Regions from separate parts of the Mus musculus genome. Here region 2 is linked to region 1. A link is a contact called in public promoter capture Hi-C data. All regions are on one chromosome and are shown on one strand. Each heading gives the region's core, a stretch centred on a gene start, on an enhancer-like site or on the middle of the called end of the contact. The rest is flanking DNA. Distances are from core to core; before and after follow the strand shown.

Region 1 (2,913 bases), core at 152-2,651:
CCTGGTATTTTTCTCAAATACCAAACAAAGTTTGAGTTGCTTGGACCTGAGCCATTTGTTGGTATAGCACTTTGAGTTTAGCTATTGAATCAAGTGACTCTTTGCACCATGATTTCCCTCCTCGAGAAAATGGAGCTAATAACAGTTATCTCTGCTTAGTTTGTGGTTCCTATGTGCCAGGTACCATACCAACAGAGATTATATACTATCTAGGGACAGATACTGTTAAAGGCTTTTTTCAAGGAGGTGGTTTGAAGCTGAGAACTTAGAAAGGTCACTGCTGATAGGTAGCCAATTCTGATAGGATAGAAAGCTTCCATAAGCTCTGCAGACATTGTCTCCGCCTTTTCTGATTTCTCAGGATGACTTGAAGACTCATAGGAATCAAAGAAGAAAAAAAGGAACTTTGGAAAGGCAAAGACTCACATTCTCTATAAATAAAATACTTATGGCCATTATCCATGATCCTGCACCTTCATGGCCTTAGAATTTCCACAGTCAAACTATTCTAATTGTGTCTTTTTTAAAAGTGAAATGAAAAATTACAGACATGGGGTAGCCTGAGTGCTACTTACTCCATAGCAACTCTCAGATATGAAAATTGAAATAAAATAATTAATATAAGAAAAACATTAAATAGCAAAAAGCCTAGTGATTCTTTTTTTGTTTTTTTAATCTCTAAAGCATATTTAAGTGTTTGGCAAGTAGGGGATATTTCTCCTCACTAAAGACTTCTGAGTAGCTAAAATTTTTTTACATACATTTAATAATAACGTGTGCCCACATTTTTAGCGGTGGAGATGTAATTACGACAAAACAGTACAGAGCCTGAATCGTCTTACAATTTCGTGTCCTTCCTGTTGCTTTGTTGTCCCTTGGAGACAGTGGGAGGATGGCAAAGACATACAGCATGGCTTTGTTTTATTCATGCCTGTTTGCACAGGAAATTAAAGATTCACTTCTGCCACACCAGCCATGTCAATAAGCAGCACTGATATTCCACTGATCAAGTCGCTCCCCTTTTCGCTTTCCTCTGAATTTTACTTCCCTTAAGAAATCCCTAAATGGCACTTGTCTCAGACTGTTTGCTTCAGCCCTCCTTAGAGATGATATGAAAAGGAAAAAGAATCCCAGCCATAGACTGTGTAGTAACAAAACATGACTATCTAGCCCGTGGACGATGCAATACCCAACAAAAGCTTCCCCTTAGAAAGAATGAGCTTAAAGGAACAGATAAACGAGCAAGTAGCCCAGGCTTCGATCAGTTTGTACATGACAGCAAGGTCTTACCTCAGTTACAGATCCAAGCCCTGGGGCCTTTTGATCTTCAACACGACTGCCCAGACAGAACTCATGATCTCTTCTCTGCGCTCTTCTTGTTCCCCTTCTGAGGCTGTCAGTACCTACCACCATGGAGATGAGAAACCCCACAGCAGAATCTCGTTCTGTTTTGCCTTTCCGGCCACATTCAGCACAGACAAAAGCCAGAGTTCTCAGCGTTACTTGACTGAATCGACACTTTCTTTAACTGGTTCCCATGCCTACTCATGGTAGAGACGCCTGCCAACGGAGGCTGACAGAAAACAAGAAGCTAGGAGAAATACCCTTTCTCTAAGCTCCTTTACAACTCGGTCTTTGATCACAGCTCTAGGAGCCTGTTAAATCACAAGAATCCCTCAAATTACCAAGTGGCCACATGCTGCCCCCTAAACATCGCGTTGACCCAGAAGGCTGAATCCTCTCGTGCTGACATCTCAGGGCTGGTACAACTTCATCCAAGTCTGATCTTCTTGTGTGTGGGCTTTCTTACTGTCACAGTAGAGATTTCTGTGGAAACACACACCCTGCCTGACTATGTAACCCTATACCAAAGGCAAACAGCCTCTTGCCCAACATGATTTCACATGGGTTCCAAGATAGTAGGTGACCCTAGAGAAATTATCAACAACCTTGGTATTAGTTCAAGGACATTGGATGTTCTTCAGGAAACTGCTTTCATTTGTGGTTGTTTTCTTTGCTTTCTTTTCTTTGGGGATAAGAGAAGGAATGAGTCACTTACTCACTGTCCAGTGTTCATTTTCTTTAAATGAAGGCTTAGCATCATTTTCAATAATTAGTCGATGTTGAATTTTTTTTAAGTAAATTCTGGTGAATTCACTGAGACCTGAGATAAGGAATTTTGACAAGTGACACTCAATAGTAGATTTTTACCTAGCATTATAGATATATAAGTATAGGTATAGGTATAGGAATAGGTATACACTCTTCAAACAAATGGACTTGCCAGGAGATAATACAATGATTTGGAATTTAGAAGATTCAGACTAGAAGTTAGTGCTATACATTTGGCATTTGCAGTCACGGATAATGGAAGAGACCACACAAGAAGCCAGAAGAGTTAGAAGAGAGAAAAATCCCATTGACTGAGGCCTAGGACAAAACCCAATTTGAGGTTGGAAGGAGGAAGAGAATCCATAACAGGAAGTGAGAAAACCCTTCCATGTACAGCAAAACCGTGAGCTATGGTACACCATGAAAGTTTGGCAGGGTTAGGGAATGCCATCTTGTCAGACATAGGGGACACCCTGGCATTGAGAAGTTGTATTTGACTGTGGAATGCTATTAGTAACCTTGATGAAAAATGTCATAAATTTGAAGGTAGAACCCTAGTTAAATGACAAAAAATGGGAGCAGAGTGAGAGGTGTTAGCGAGAGGAGGCAGGAAGCTTTCACATGTTCGATGCCATAGATAACTGGGATGGATGGAAAGTCATGTAGGAAAGAGGAGTTGCTTGTTATTCCGGGAAAGAGAGATTTGTCTGTCTGTTGTTAATTAATTTGTTGGTAATTTGACACATGTCTATCAGAATGCACACACCCTGTTTTACACTCTCACACATGCTGAAACCTTTC
Region 2 (2,913 bases), core at 146-2,645, 2.6 Mb before region 1:
TCCGATGGAAAGAAGGGTTTCCACTCAGGAACCCCCTCTTTCCCTCCCACAGACTGCTCCACAACTAGAGGAGGGACAGGTGGGTTTAGTTTCTTTCCAGCATCTTTCTGTTGTGAGCCCTCAAGACCTCCCCATCTCCAAGCCTACCAGACACCTACACACACACACACACACACACACACACACACACACACACACACCCCTCCAAGAATCTGAGGTTGGAACTTGCAGCAGCCCTGTGTAGCCCACCACGATGCTAGAGTGCCCCTCGCCATTGGGGCGAAGGTAGATAAGCGAGGCTCAGGACGATGGAGTTAGTGTGAGGAAAATATTTAGGGTCATAACTCGCTGACTCTGGAAACAACGTGTTCCCTAAGGGATCTTTACCGTTTCTAGGCAGACTGAGGGAGAGTGGATTGCGGTGCCTGCAATGTCCAGCTTCGAAACGCAGAGGGGACTGAGGTGCCAGGGGCAGCTAGGAGCGCTGACAGTCGCTTGGGGACCTGACCATTCAGTAGCTGGTTCTCTCCAATCTAGACAGATTCTCTGCCTGAGGGCGGCGGGTGGGGGGGGGGGGGAGGGAGGGGGACCTGACCGCAGACGAATTTGGGCTGCCTCCCCATCAGGGCGATAAAGAGCCCTGAAGAATCTGCTTTCCTTCTTTTTCGGTGACGTCCCCATCACTGTCCCTCCCTAACTTAGGTCTCAGACTGTGGACCCTGTGGTGGCACTTGGCATGTCCCTTCTCCTTTAGCTGGTGTCTCTTTCCTCGGACCAGGGCTGTTTCGCAGGTGGCTAGGAAACAAGTTGTCCCCATCGGACACGCAGGGCACACGCCACGGTACTTGGGCATTTTCTTTGAGAACAAATCCGTCCCAGAACACACTACCTTTCCACCCCAGACACCACGATATGCATCTTTCATCCACCTGTCACCTCCAAAGGCACAAAAACAGAGAATTTGCGCGCCGGGACCAACGTGCAGGTCGCCGGGATCGGCGGTCTATCCCCAGAACAGATGCATGCAGGTGCCCAAAGTGTGCTTGTCCCTCCCTCCATCTCACGGTGACACACGCGTATGCACACTGGCACCCCTCACCTTGGTTTTCCTCGAGCACTCGCTTCCCTGTGTTCTCTAGCACCCAGAAGCTGTTCTTTTACCCAGCTGGGCGTCCAGGAGCACAGCAGGCTTAGCGGGTGTTTGGCGCTCAGCAGTGGCTCCCGGGGCTCCCAGCTTCCTTGGCTGGCTCGTGCTGGCCCTTCTGGCGTCTGAGAGAGCTTGCCCGGGCCCCGAGAGAGCTAGCTTGGCCTGTAGATCATTGACGCCCAGCCGCGGACTGGTGCTCCAGGCGCCGGTGGCCTCGCGAGCGCGCCGGTGGCTGCGCCGCTAGCAGTGGCCCGGGCGGGTGGCAGCCCCTGGGCACACTTCCCCACGCCCCCGCCCGTGACGTCACGGCAGCTTGGCTCCGCCTGCCGGGTCCTGTTGGACCCGGTGAGCAGAGTGGAGAAAACCTGCGGGTGGCCCAGGATAAGACAGCAGACCTTGATGCTGTTGGATGGTGAAGCGATGTCAGTGTCTCCACGACTCCTCCCTATGAGGGCGCGCGTGGCTTTCTTTCCGATTTCAGTGACTCGGTCTGGTTTTACCCAACAAATTCCAGGCAGCTGGTGCGGCGACTTGGGTGACCTAGACTAGCTCCGGGACCTTTAAGACGTGTTCTCAAGTTTGCAAAGCCGTGCCTACCACGGTCCAGTCCCGGGAACAGGGCACAGGTTGCAGAGTCAGGCTAAGGGCAGAGGAAAAAGGGGTGACAGCAGCAAGCGTGTCTCCCGTGCAGGCGCCTGCAGGTGTGCAAGCGCGGGGCACCTGGCTTCAGTTCCTGCAGCCAGCAGGCTCCGCGGGCTCCACCGCTCTCCCAACTGGAGGCCCCGGGCCATGCAGTCTCTTCTAGCTTTAATTTAGCCCGTCAGTCACTGCTTGCTGGTCTGACCCAGCCCCAGCCCAACCGTTCCGCCTACGCGCGCTGTGGCGCTCTGCGGGAGCAAGGAGGGACTCACAAGAAGTGGGAGATGTGTCGCATCAAGTTGCAGCTATTTATTTTTTGACTGTGATGATTCAGCCGATGTTCCAATAGTTTAATAAGTCATAATCAATCCTGTAGCCTCCCTTCCTTCACCTCTTAACACTCCCCCAGAGAGAGAGAGAGAGAGAGAGAGAGAGAGAGAGGAGAGAGAGAGGAGAGAGAGGGGAGAGAGAGGAGAGAGAGAGGGGCAGAGACAGACAGACAGACAGAGACAGTGAGTGCACCCTGGTGGTTTCTAGAACATGAAAAATCAGAAAACAAACCCCCCCCCCCCCGATTAGCTTTCTCTGTGGGTCCTGATGCAGCCATCCTGTTTTTGATCTGCTTGCGGGTTCATCGGGGAAAAGCATAAATCCAGGAGTTGTGTATGTGCGGTGAGTTTTGACAGGGAGCCAGGCAGCAGGTAAAAGCAGCCCGGAATTCTTGTAAGTCAGAGTGTCGCTCACTGGCACCATCTCTACGAGATGTGTGGGCTCTGTGGACTTGATGGAGATTGAAGCAGTGGTTGTCGGGTCCTAGTGTTGTGTGGGTTGGCTTGTCTTTAGGTTTTTTTATGGGCGGGGTTGAAGGGTTGAATAGTGCAGCTCTCAGAACGAGGGGAGTGGCCCTGGGGGAAAGAAGGGGCCCTGAGTGAGCTCAGGCCTCCTCCTCCCTGAGACACAGTTGTTACAATGCCTATTGCCCCCTCTAGTTAAAAACCCTTCCGGGAACAGAGAAGGATGAAGAGCCAGGAAGTGTCCATTCTGAGCTCGGCTCTCTTCGAGTGTCATGAGACCTTGTAAAAGTTCGTCACCTGTTGCTGCAGTTTGTGTATTGTCTAGCAAAATAG

What was found. Promoter capture Hi-C pulls out the DNA fragments that hold promoters and counts their contacts.
Region 2: a promoter capture Hi-C map of hippocampal neurons shows a contact between it and region 1, with 5 times the contacts expected there. The contact joins the promoter of Sstr2 here to the promoter of Kcnj16 in region 1. A contact is called at or near these places in 2 of 39 promoter capture datasets (hippocampal neurons and liver).

The regions. Positions count from the first base shown.
Region 1 is chr11:110,995,975-110,998,887 of GRCm38.p6, reverse strand. Kcnj16 (potassium inwardly-rectifying channel, subfamily J, member 16) reads right to left here and starts at 1,401. Exons shown (of 2, transcript NM_001252209.2): 1 at 1,291-1,401.
Region 2 is chr11:113,617,809-113,620,721 of GRCm38.p6, reverse strand. Sstr2 (somatostatin receptor 2) reads right to left here and starts at 1,395. Exons shown (of 2, transcript NM_001042606.3): 1 at 1,100-1,395. It also overlaps a transcript of Slc39a11 not described here.